2 separate regions of the Sus scrofa genome follow, and region 2 is linked to region 1. Evidence: chromatin contacts called from public HiChIP or PLAC-seq data. All regions are on one chromosome and are shown on one strand. The core of a region is the stretch at or near the end of the contact, and the rest is flanking DNA. Distances in the headings are between cores, read along the strand shown. Region 1 holds the start of SKI (ski oncogene). Region 2 overlaps SKI (ski oncogene).

Region 1 (5,900 bases), core at 2,275-4,774:
GCCAGGGAGGGCAGGGCTGTTTCTCCGGGAAGCCGTCTGTTGGGGGTCTTGAGTAGGGCCCGCTGATCCGAGCTTCCCAGCCCATTTCTCCAGCTGGGTCTCTGAGCTGCCCCCAAGGCAAGGGGCACCCATCACTCTGGTCCTGGAGTGCTGCTGGCTCCAAAGCCAGCGCCCAGCCCTTGGCGGCCTCTGCAGGACCTGGATGACCTCACTCCCTTGCAGCTGGGTGGGCAACCCTTGGGCTCCTTTGCTGTAGGAGACGGAAGCCATGTGGGGCAGAGCCTGGTCTCTTTCCCCTCTGGTCCCAGCACCTGGCTTGTGCCTGCAGGGGACGAGCTCCACAGCATGTGCTTATCTTGCGAGCAAACCCAGACATGACCAGCTGCCCACACCCATCAGCGTGGCAAGTGCTGGAGAGGGAGGGCCTGGTGCCACGGGTTCCTGCCTCTGGCACCCAACCGGCTGTACCTGTGGCCTGGACCCCCAACCTGCCGGTGTGGCAGGAGACAGAGGGAGGGGTAGGACAGCTGCTGGGATGGATGGGAGGGAGGAGGGCGAGCAGGTGGGAGCCCCTCCAGCTGCGCTCACGGGGAAGACAGGGCCTGGCTGACTCTGTGCACGGCTGGCCCTTGCTGGAAGGGGTGGGCTCTGTTGCTCTGGAAACTCCAGCATCTTTGGGGGAAGAAGACCTCAGAGTCTACGGAGACAGAGAAGTCGTAGAGATGAGTTTGGGTGCTCCCTGCTTCTCAAGGCCCTTCACCCCTCACCTGTCCCCTGCTGCACCCACTGCACCCCAATTCAGCTTCAGTCTGGGTTCTGAAGCTCTGGGAGTGTCGGCCCGTGCCCAAGGCCCCTTCCCAGGGCCCAGCAAAGCCGGGGCTGGGGGCCGGTGGAGCACGGTGAGCCAACCACTGCCCATCTGGGGGGCTCAGACTCAGGGCCCTCCTGGGAGTGCCCATCGGGTCAAAAGAGCAGGAGGAATTGTGTGCTTGGCTGGAAACCCTCCCTCCAGCCCTCTGGTGCTCCAACCAGCTTCTTCCGATTACAGGTTGTCTGAGCAGTATGGGAGTCAGGTCCACGTGGAAGGAACCGAGCCAGGTGCAAAAGAAACATTTTTGGCCTGTACAGTGGCCAAGAAAACAGCCTCCGAAAGTAGAGAAGTCCTTTTTCTTGTTTTTTAAAACACCCCTTCCCCAGTTTTCTCGTGTTGGGGCACTGGAGTGAGCAGTGGAAAGGACAGTCCCCAGGACATAGGTGAGGGCGGGCAGGGAGCAGTCAGGTCCTCAAACGTGGGGCACTGCGCCCTGAATCTCAAGGGCCCCAGAGCCTGCCTGGGTCTGCAGGTGTACAGGTGTGGGGTCACCGGCCCATCCTAGCTGCCTATCCAGACACGTGGCCGTGCCCGAGAGGTGACTGAGGCCTGCGGAGATGCCCGGTCGGCTGCCCGGAGCAGACACTCCCCCAGAGCAGAGCTGGGTTGGGGCCAGCTCCAGCTTCCCCTGGGGAGTCAGGAACAGCAGGTGACAGGCTGAAGTGGGTGCGGCCTTCTCACCCACTGTGCCCCATGTGCCCCCCAGTGCCCAGGCCAGTTTGGGTGCTCTCATCCCGTGGAGGAAAAGGTGCCACTGCCGGGTTGGGCTGGAGTGTCCTTCTGCCCTCAGGTTGAGCACAGCCTAAACCTACCTCCTGACCCCGAGTGCCCTGCCCCCAGGCCTCTGCTGGATGCTGCCTCCTCTGGGGGCGCCCCCCCTCCAGCCTGTTCCACCCGGCGCCTTCTGGTTGGCCCCTTGCCCTAGTACAGCCAGTGTGTGGAAGGACGGCAGTGGGGTCTCGGCCTAGGTGCCCTGCAGATGTATAAATGGCTCTCTGGGCCTGGGCGCTGCGGGGTTAGGGCAGGGCCAGTCTGTACTGAGGACACGCGCTGCGCAGCGACCTGGGAGGACCACGCGGACACAGCCCCCAGAGGCAAGCCCTGTCCTGTGGCGCAGCAGTCCTGCACTGGAGCTGGCAGGAGGTGCGGCTGCTGGCTGTGTGGGGAGACCCGGGTGCGGGGTCACAGCGTGGCCCTTCCTGCCAGCAGTCATGCCTTGGCGGTCGGTCCCCAGGACAGGCTGCACGGGGTCTGTCTCCTGCGGGGGGGGTGTGTGTCTCCGGGGTGCTGCACTCCTAACCCACATCGTGTTGCTTGGTGTCCCTGTACTATGTGCGACTTGGATCATTTTGCCTGGTGTCCCCATCGTGTGCGTGGGGACCGCGGCGTTGATGGAGGACGCGCGGCCCGTCCTGTCCGCTCCTCAGCTGGTCTGCGGTTGTGGTGGGGGCCCCGTGTGGGTTTCTGGGCTCTGGTGGCGACGGGGCGGCGGGCCGGGGGCCTTCGCGGCCGCGCAGGAAGCGGCCTCCGCCGGATGAGGGGCCTGGGGCGCCGCCGTCGCCCCCGCGGAGCCGCCTTCCGGCGGGTGGGGCCGATCGGCGCCGAACAGCGCTGAACCCCTGGCGGCTGCGGCCGAGCGGAGCCGAGCGGAGCCGAGCAGACCCGAGTCCCCGGCGGGCTGGGCCGAGCGGAGCCGAGTCCCGGGCGGACGGGCCCGAGCGCGGCCGAGCGCGGCCGAGCGCCGGGCGTGGGCGGGGGGAGCGCGCGTTCCTGGAAGAGCCGGGTCGGGGGGCCGGCGCATTCCAGGCCGGCGCTCGGCTGAGGCGGACGCGCGGCCCCAGACGACGCGCGGGGCGGGGCGGCGGCGCGGCGCGGGGCGGGGCGCGGGGCGGGGCGGCGGCGTGAGCTCAGCGCCCGGCGCTCAGTCCGAGCTGGAGCGAGCCGCCGGGAGGATGTGCGCCGATCTCCGCGCCGCCGCCGCCGCCGCGGTCTGAGGCCGCCGCCACAGGCGCTCCGCCGCCCCGGAAGCCGCGCGCGCGCGCGCGCGGGCGGGCGGGCAGGCCGCGGAGCCGGGCGCGGGCGGCGGGGTGGGCGCGGGCCGGGCCGGGAGGCCGGCGGCGGGCGCGACGCGGCCGGCCAGCGCCGCCGGGACGAGCCGGGCGGGCGCCGCGCGGTGGGAGGAGCGGGGCGGCGGCGGCGGCGCGCCGCGCGAGGACGGCCCGGCGGGCCCCGCGCCCGCGCCCCCGCTCCTCCCGGGCCCCTCGGCCTCGGCCGCCGCGGCGATTCGCGCCTCGCGGCGCCGGCACCTGCCCGCGCGCCCCCCGCGAGCCCCGGGCCCGCGAGCGTTGGCGTTGGCGTTGGCGGCGCGCGCTGGGGCATGCCCCGCGCCTAGGGCCCGGGGGGCGCGCGGGGGGCGCGCGGGGGCCCGGGCGGCGGCGGGCGCGGCGCGGGGCGCGTGGATGTGGCGCCGGGCCCGGGCGGCGGCGGGCTGCAGCGGCGGGACCCCTTCGCCCCGCCCGCCTTCCCCTTCGCGCCCCCGGGCGAGGCCGAGGCCGCGGCCGTGATCGGCCGGGAGCCGGTGGCGGGGGGCGGCCGGGGCCGGGGCCGGGGGCGCCGCCGGGGCGCGCGGGGCGGCGGCGGCGGGGGCCGCGGGGGCCCGGGCGCGCGGGAGCGGGAGCGGCCTGGGGAGCCGGAGCGCACCATGGAGGCGGCGGCGGGCGGCCGGGGCGGCTTTCAGCCGCACCCGGGGCTGCAGAAGACGCTGGAGCAGTTCCACCTGAGCTCCATGAGCTCGCTGGGCGGCCCGGCCGCCTTCTCGGCGCGCTGGGCGCAGGAGGCCTACAAGAAGGAGAGCGCCAAGGAGGCGGGCGCGGCCGCGGTGCCGGCGCCGGTGCCCGCGGCCGCCGAGCCTCCGCCGGTGCTGCACCTGCCCGCCATCCAGCCGCCGCCGCCCGTGCTGCCCGGGCCCTTCTTCATGCCGTCCGACCGCTCCACGGAGCGCTGCGAGACCGTGCTGGAGGGCGAGACCATCTCGTGCTTCGTGGTGGGCGGCGAGAAGCGCCTGTGTCTGCCGCAGATCCTCAACTCGGTGCTGCGCGACTTCTCGCTGCAGCAGATCAACTCGGTGTGCGACGAGCTGCACATCTACTGCTCGCGCTGCACGGCCGACCAGCTGGAGATCCTCAAAGTCATGGGCATCCTGCCCTTCTCGGCGCCCTCGTGCGGGCTCATCACCAAGACGGACGCCGAGCGCCTGTGCAACGCGCTGCTCTACGGCGGCGCCTACCCGCCGCCCTGCAAGCAGGAGCTGGCCGCCAGCCTGGCGCTGGGCCTGGAGCGCAGCGAGCGCAGCGTGCGCGTGTACCACGAGTGCTTCGGCAAGTGCAAGGGACTGCTGGTCCCCGAGCTGTACAGCAGCCCGAGCGCCGCCTGCATCCAGTGCCTGGACTGCTCTCTCCTGTACCCACCGCATAAGTTCGTGGTGCACTCGCACAAGGCCCTGGAGAACCGGACCTGCCACTGGGGCTTCGACTCGGCCAACTGGCGGGCCTACATCCTGCTGAGCCAGGACTACACCGGCAAGGAGGAGCAGGCGCGCCTCGGCAGATGCCTGGACGACGTCAAGGAGAAGTTCGACTACGGCAACAAGTACAAGAGGCGGGCGCCCCGGGTGAGTGTCCTGCGAGCGGCGGCGGCGCGCCTGGGGGGGGGCGGCGGCGGTGGGGGGGGGGTGGTGGCTGTGGGCAGGGGCTGGGGCGCGCGGTGCGACCTGTGCTTCCTCCGCCTCCACACGTCTCGGTGTTTTGTTTTGTTTTGTTTTAAGGAGACTGGGGTGGGGGGGCAGGGGAGTGTCCTTGTCCCCCTAGAGGGCCAGGTAGCCCGGGAGGAAGAGCCTCCTGTCTGACTCCCAGCCTGAGCCAGGCTGGCCTGGTTGGGAGCCCTGGGGAGCCTGGGGCAGGCTTGGTGGGCGAAGCCTTGCTGAGGCCCACGGTCATTGCCCAGACAGCCGGGAGGGGCAGGCTGCAGACCTTGGACTCTCTGTCCCGAGTCCCCGGGAAAGTGGTTCTGGCTGGGCCCAAGCTGGAGCTCCAAGTCCAGTCCTTCCTCGGGCCCAAAGCAAGTGTCCAGCCCCCATGCGCGAGGGGGACTGCCCTGGCCCCCAAGCTCCCAGGCTCGCACACGGGGTGCCTGGCACTTCCCAGCAGGCAGAACTTGGCCAGGCGGGGCCTGTTTGTGCCTTGAAGTCTCGGGAGACAGACTCAAAGCCCAAGCCAGGTGTCCAGGCCCTGGTGGCAGGGGGCCGAGACTTGGCGACTCCAGCTCTCTGTGTCTGCCCTGGCCTGGCAGGCAGTGAATTGTGGAGTCCCCCGTGTGGGGGCGAGGGCTGCTTGGCACAGGGCTTGGGGACTGGTCAGCGGGCACCCAGGGCCCCGGGTGTCAGGGTAGCCGCCGGCCTGTGATTCGTTTTGGACATGTCCTTATCTCCTTGTTTCCTTCTCGCTGAAACGCCGAAGGGTGCAGCAGGGAGGCCGCTGGCCGAGGCGCTGTTGTTTGCCAGGCTGGGGGTCTGTGTGATCCGGCCTGGCTGCTCCCGGGCCACCAGGCGCCCCAGCCCTCCATCAGGGTCGACACCAACTTTTCATGGCGTCTTCCCCCCGCCCCAAGTATTTGCAACTTTTCTTTGAAATATGCAGGCTTATTAAATTGCACACACAGAATGCTGCACTGGCTCAGCTATTCTTGGGAGGCCTAATTAATTCAGCTATTGCATCAAACTTTTTTTTTTCCAAATCTGTGAATAGATGCTCCCCCCAGTTCTCTCTGGGCGCCTCTCCAGCGGAGTGTCAGAGTCTCAGGGAGCGGAGGAGGGGAGGGAATAAGGGCCTGCTGCCCGCGCTCAGAGGGGCCACCGCGTGTGCGTCCGTGTATCTGGTGGTGGTGCTGCCCTTGGCTAGGCCAGCGCCCAGGTGGCAGCTGTCTGCAGGCTGTGGAGTTGGCACGGGGTGGGGGAGCCGGTCTGGGTGGGCAG
Region 2 (5,900 bases), core at 1,113-3,612, 44 kb after region 1:
GTGCAGGCCGAGCAGCTGAGGGTGCTCCCTGCCCTGCTGTGGGGCAGGGCTGGTCCTGGGCAGCCCCCCACCTCCCCCTGGAGGTTGGCACCAGGCTGGAGAGAGCCAGGTGGCGTGGGGCTCCCAGGGCATCCACTGCCGAGGTCACTGGGCCACAGGATTTTGGGAGGTGGGGGCCAGGGTGGCCTCAGGACCTAGTGGTCACCCTCCTGGCCTGGCCCCTGGGTGTGTGTGCAGCCCTGCCCCCCACCCCGCAACCCTGGACCCTGACTGGGGCCACCGTGTCTTGGACCTGCCGAGGCTGCCCGGCAGGTGCCAGCCCCGAGGTCTCATCCAGAGGTGACATGGGGTGCCTGCCCCTGCCTGGTACAGCGGTCTCTGTGTCCCCTGAACCGCTGCCCTCACCTCGTCCCTCCCTGAGAACTACCTGTGCTCTCAGTGGCTCGAGACCCTCCCCGACCCCCACACCACCTGGCGCCCTGTTGCTGCCGTCCCTCTTCTGTGGTGGCCTCCAGGGCCCCTCTGACGTCCTGCTCTGCCCTTTGCTGGGGGGACTGTGAGTCCAGAACTCTGAGCCCTCGGGGGGTTGGTTTTTCAAGCAACAGTTCGTCTCATTTTTTTAACGGCTGCCTTAATAAGAGCTGTACTGAGATATAATTCACGTGCCATGAAGTTCGCCCTGCTCAGAGACAGGCCAGGGGTTTGCAGTGCACGTTGCCATCACCTGATCTCATTCTGGAACGTGCCCAGCACCCCAAAGAAGCCCCTCGCCAGCAGGGCCCCAACACCAGCACCCACTGGCCCCCTCGTGTCGGTGGGTCGCCTGTTCTGGACGCTGCCCGGGAGCGAGGTCGTCCACGCTGTGGCCTCTTGTGGCTGCGTCTCTCCCTGAGCACCTGGGCTGTGGTCCCGTGATGTCGTGTGTTCGCGCCCCGCTCCCCACACTGTCGAGCGTGCGGGTCGGCCAGGCCTTGCTCCGTTGGTCCAGTGCCCCGCACCCGCAGACGGCACCTTGGCCTGACTCCACCCTTTGGCTGTTACCGACGATGCTGCTGTGAACCCTCGGGTCCGATTTGTCTGTGGGCCTGTTTGCATCATCTTGAGCAGATGCCCAGGGGTGGGATTGCTGGATGCTGCCCCGATTCTGGACTTGATTTCCGAGGCCTCACCGGACCGTTGCGCAGTGCCAGCTCTGTGCCTCCCACTGGCAGCGCGGCAGGCGTCCGGGTCCTGCACGTCGTCACCAAGTCTGTCCTGTCCGGCTCTCGGGCCAGTAGAGCTGCCCGCGGGCGTGAAGGGGCCCCTCGCTGTGTTTCGTCGATGCCTTTGCGGCAGTTGTAGATGGACACGCAGGCGAGAGAAGCAACAGCTCTCCGGCTCCGGCGCCCCTGGGCGCCCTGGGCTTGGCACCCTGCACTCTCGCTTCGTGGGTGTTTCCAGGGCATCTCATGCCCCATGCCACCCCGTTTCCCACCATCCTCCCAACACTGCTTTTCTGGACTTGATGGCCGGTCCTGGCAGGCGAGGCGCGGTTCCCGGATGGTTGGGGGTGCTGCGCGCTGCGCTTGTTCCCAGGCTTGTTGGCCGCGTGTGTCTTTTTTGGAGGAGCGCTTCTCAGGTCTTTCCCCCTCTTTAGTTGGGTTGTTTTTAATTCCTGAGGCCCTCTCCGTCCAGGTACCTTGTCAGATGGGACTTGCAAACTTTTTCTTTTATTCTGTGGGTTGTTTTTTTTAACTTTCTTTTCAAAAAATTTCTTCTTTGTTCTTTTTAGGGCCGCATCTGCGGCCTGTGGAAGTTCCCGGGCTGGGGGTTGAATTGCAGCTGCCGGCCTGCACCCCAGCCCCAGCAACGCCAGATCCGAGCAATGTCGCTGAGCTACCCCGCAGCTTATGGCAGCGCCTCAACCCACAGAGCCAGGACAGGGATTGAGCCAGCATCCTCATGGACACTGTGTCGGGTTCTTAACCCACTGAGCCACCACGGGAACTCCTCTTTTCACTAACTCCACAGTGTTCTCTGAGGCACAAATCTTGTGATTTTGCTGAGTCCCCTTTTCCTGTTTCATCCTTTGTTCCTTGCGCTTTGCTGGCGGCTCAGCAGTTCTTTGCGGGTGGGGCTCTGGCTGCTGGAGCGTTCGTGGTGCCTACGGTGAAAACTGTATTTAACAGAAGCCTTAACAGACGCTGGCAGCCTCGCTTCTGCGGCCTTGGGGTTTTCTCGGAGGAAGCACTTTATCGTAGGGAAGCTGCCCACGAACAGTCTTCGCCTTGGAGAGCCGCGAAGGGGCCTCCCTTGGAGAGCCGGCCCTGCGACGGGGCCGCCCCCACGGGAGAGCGTGTGAGAGAGAGCCCGTGAGAACCAGCAAGGAGGTTGGAGTTGTGTCCTTTTAAGGAACTGCTCTGCAGCTCCGTGGAAAGTGAAGTAAGGTCACGATGGTGGCGGGGCTGTCCCAGCGGCTGCCCCCGGCCACCCTCACCTGGGCATGGGGTGGTCCTGCTGCCTCCGCACGGCCCCCAGGGGCCCGCCAGGCCCGCGCAGCTTGTGGTGGAGGTTGGCGACCAGTGGCCTCACCCCCAGGCCTCTGCCTCCCGCAGCGGCCAGCAGGAACTGCGGCCACGCCACGCCGGCCGGGCCCTTCCCTGAAACCCTCCCCTGCCGTTCAAACCTTGGAGGCCGTGGGAGGCGCATCCCGCCCCGGCTCAGCCACGCGCCTTTGGTGCCGAGCTCTGTGGTCTGACTGTGTGCGGCAGGCGCAGTGCGGGGGCTGCTGGGAGGTTGGGTCTGGGGCTGCTGGCACTCCCTGTGTGGGCTGCACTTTGGGGAAGAGGTGCTGGCCGGGTGCAGACAGGACCGGGCACCGCAGGGCACGCCCCGCTCTCTGAGCTTCCCCTGGGGCAGAGTGCTCGCACCCAGGGCCCCTCAGGCTGATCTCTGGGGTTTGTGCTGGCTCTGTGGTGGCTCCGGGGTGGCAGGAGGCCCATCGTGCTGCTGGCCTGGGCTTGGCAGACCTGGCGGCATGAGGCCATTGGGTCCTGGGGGGGTGATGCGGAGGCCAGCGCTGTCCCTGTAACAAGTTGACTGTAATGAGGGGGGGAGCTTTCCTGCGTCCGCTGGGCTGGGTCACTGCTGGGGACGTGGTGGGGATTGATTGGTGTGGCGGGCCTCCCCAACTCCTGGATGGCAGCTGCCAGCCTCGTGGATGCTGGGTCCGGCATTGCCACACTCTGTCCTCGACACACCCGGGGGCTTCTTACAAATGGGGGGATGTCAGGGGCTGGGCAGCAGGGTCCCGGGTGAGGTGACACCTTTGGAGACGGACGCTAATTCTGGCCACTCTGCCTGTGGAATGGGGGGCCCTTAGTTTGCCGGCGAGGGGAAAGAAAGAAGCGTCCCCCCTTGTGGCCCTGGGTGGGTGCTGAGGCCCCAGGCCGCCTTCTCTATGACCCAGCGTCCAGGTCTTGCACCAGGTCCCCGCCTGCCACCTCCCTGCAGAGCCCGCGCAGGTGCTCATGGACCCCTGGCTTGCTTGGGGGGGCGTTCACCCAGCCCGCCCTCCCTCCGTGTCTCAGGCCAGGGTCTGGCAGCAGACGGTGCCTATGGCTTCCTGTGCCCATGCGGCCCCTGTGACGCTCCAGTGGGTCTGGTCCTGCATGGAGTCTCATGTCCTCCTTCGAGGGGAGCCCTCTGGGCACGCTCATGCTGCTGGCGGCTGGCTGAGGCGGGGATGCGGGTCTGCCATCCACTCCGTGCTCCTCCGCCAGCAGTGAGGCTGGGCGACGGCTGCCAGCAGCTTGCGTTCCTGGCCTTAGGTCTTGGCGCAGCCGTCGGGAGGGCGGGGGGCATGGCTCGCCTCTGGCTCATCTCGTGGCCTTGCAGTTGGGAGGGGCCTGCTGCGCAGCCGAGCCCCACGCGTGTGCGGCTGGGAGCAGGTACCGGCGCCCCCGTGGGGGAGGAGGCCCTGCATTGGGACCCCACAGGCGGGTCCGGCCCTGTGGCGGGAGGAAGGGGTGCGCTGAAGTCGACACCTGCCCTGGAGATTCGCTTGCTTCGGGACGCAGGCGGAGACATGTGGGTGGCCATTCCCAGGGCAGAGCTGGCGCCCCGTGCAGACCAGGGCCACGGCCACTTCCTCAGTGACAGCGGCAGGCAGAGTCCTGATGTGCTGAGCCCTTAGCCCAAGACCCACACATCCCACGGGGGGCCTTGGGTAAAACTGGCCCTGGCGGGGAGATGACTCTGAAACCACTTCTTTCCATAGGACAACGGCCTGGGTGGCCCCGGGTGGTGCTGCCCGGTGGGTTCCGTGCTAGGGGAGCTCCCCACCAGTCCTGCATGTGTGTTTTAAGGCCTTGAGACTGAGTGCCCGTCAGGGTTAGTGCTGGGTGTGCCCAGCTGGCCCCTGGCTCTGCCTTGGGCTGCCGGGGTCACCCCAGAGCCGGGCGGCAGGGCTGGTTGCTGCCCCTTGGAGCAGCCAGAGCTCCCTGTGTGCAGACATGGCCCTGTACCAGCAGTGGCACCGGGCATCCTCTTTCTTCTTTCTTTTCTCCCCACAAGGTTTTCTCTTTCTCTTTTAAGACGTCCAGGGAAGGGCATGGGCAGTTTGGGAGGCGGCAGGGCGGGCCCCTGGGGTGGGGACTACCAGCATCCAAGGGCTCCCTGAGGTCCTTGCTGCTGTGGTCCCAGATGCCCAGGCCAGGGCCGAGCGCCCTGTCTTGCTCCCTCAGTGGGGCTCTCGGTGCAGTGCTGGCCGAGGGGACTCAGATCCCCAGTGGGCTTCGTCCTCTGGCCCGGAGACCCCGCCCCCTCTTCCCCAGCTCCGGGCCTGAGCACAGGGTGTGGGCCACTCTGCAGAGCGTGCAGTCAGGGCTCACTGCCTGCAGGGACAAGACCCCAGGTGTAGGTGTGCCTGGCTGGCCTGCCCATGTGAGTACGAGGCCCCTGTGCCAGCTTGTGCACAGGACACACATGGCCGCCTGTGTCCTTGAGTGTGGGGAAGTGGTCACGGGCAGTGCTGGGGCCACAGTGGGCTCCCGGCCTGGCTGCTTGGGTGTGTTCTGGCCCAGCGGCCTGACAGGCTGGCTTTGAGGCGTCCAGGAGGGTCATGGGCCAAGAAGACAGGCTCACCTCCTTGCAGAGCGGGGACCATGGCCATGACCTTCATGGCGCTGTCCCCTCTGCCTGCCACCGTAGGTCCTGGCCAGGCCAGCAGCAGAGGGGGTGGGAGGCAGCAGCGACATCCCTCGCGCCCCGGTGGCCCCGCACCCAGCCTGGTCTACAGGCTCTTTTTCGGCAGCCTCACTTCCCTAACCCGGGTCTGGGCCATGTGGAAGGCACATGGTGATCTCAGAGGAGCTGCTGGGCCATTGTAGGGGGACAAGGGGGGGGTGCAAGGGGCTCCAGCCCTTCCCCTGAGCAGGAAGCCGCCTCCGCTGCGTGATGGGGCAGGGGGGCTACATGAGGGGCCTGCTGCCCTGCAGCTCAAGCTGTCTGGCGTGTGCCTGACCCCCGGCGTCTTGACCCCGGCTGCGAGTCTCCCTGAAGTTTCTCGGAATCACGCGAGCCCCTTTGCGCTGCTGCGGCTTTTCTCCCCGTGAGAACTCAGCTCACACGGGAAGCCCCACCTGCCACCTGCCGGCGTCACCGCCCCGCCCTGTCCAGCCCCGCATGTGCTCATGCAGAGGCCACATGGTGCGGGTGGAGTGGGGCGCCACTAGACATCTTTCCCCTAAAAGCCACACCAAGTGGGCCACTCTGTGCTGAGTGATCGAGTCTGAGCCCGCTGCCCACGGCCGTCCGCGGGTTCACCTCTGAACTCCCAGGGACTGCGCGTCCATTGGGCACAGCAGTCCCATAGGTCTGGGGCCCCAGAGGCCTGCACGTCTCCCGGAGTGGAGTTGGGG

Evidence for each region. HiChIP or PLAC-seq counts read pairs in DNA pulled down with a chosen protein or histone mark.
Region 2: an H3K27ac HiChIP or PLAC-seq map of alveolar macrophages shows a contact between it and region 1. The contact joins the enhancer-like site here to the promoter of SKI in region 1. A contact is called at or near these places in 2 of 5 promoter capture datasets (fetal liver and liver), 19 of 47 Hi-C or Micro-C datasets (adipose tissue, alveolar macrophages, blood and 10 more) and 2 of 2 datasets of contacts at active chromatin or transcription factors (alveolar macrophages and skeletal muscle).

Annotation. Positions count from the first base shown.
Region 1 is chr6:64,184,741-64,190,640 of Sscrofa11.1, forward strand. SKI (ski oncogene) reads left to right here and starts at 3,525. Exons shown (of 7, transcript XM_021095201.1): 1 at 3,525-4,541. The coding sequence starts at 3,573.
Region 2 is chr6:64,229,524-64,235,423 of Sscrofa11.1, forward strand. The region is part of intron 1 of SKI (ski oncogene); the gene reads left to right. Among named protein-coding and RNA genes, the nearest start is that of SKI, 44 kb to the left of the region's middle. Within about 2 kb of position 2,363, at least 3 of the 83 cell types and tissues checked have an H3K27ac peak or open chromatin away from gene starts, as enhancers often do. A contact at or near this core is called in alveolar macrophages, where this site is marked.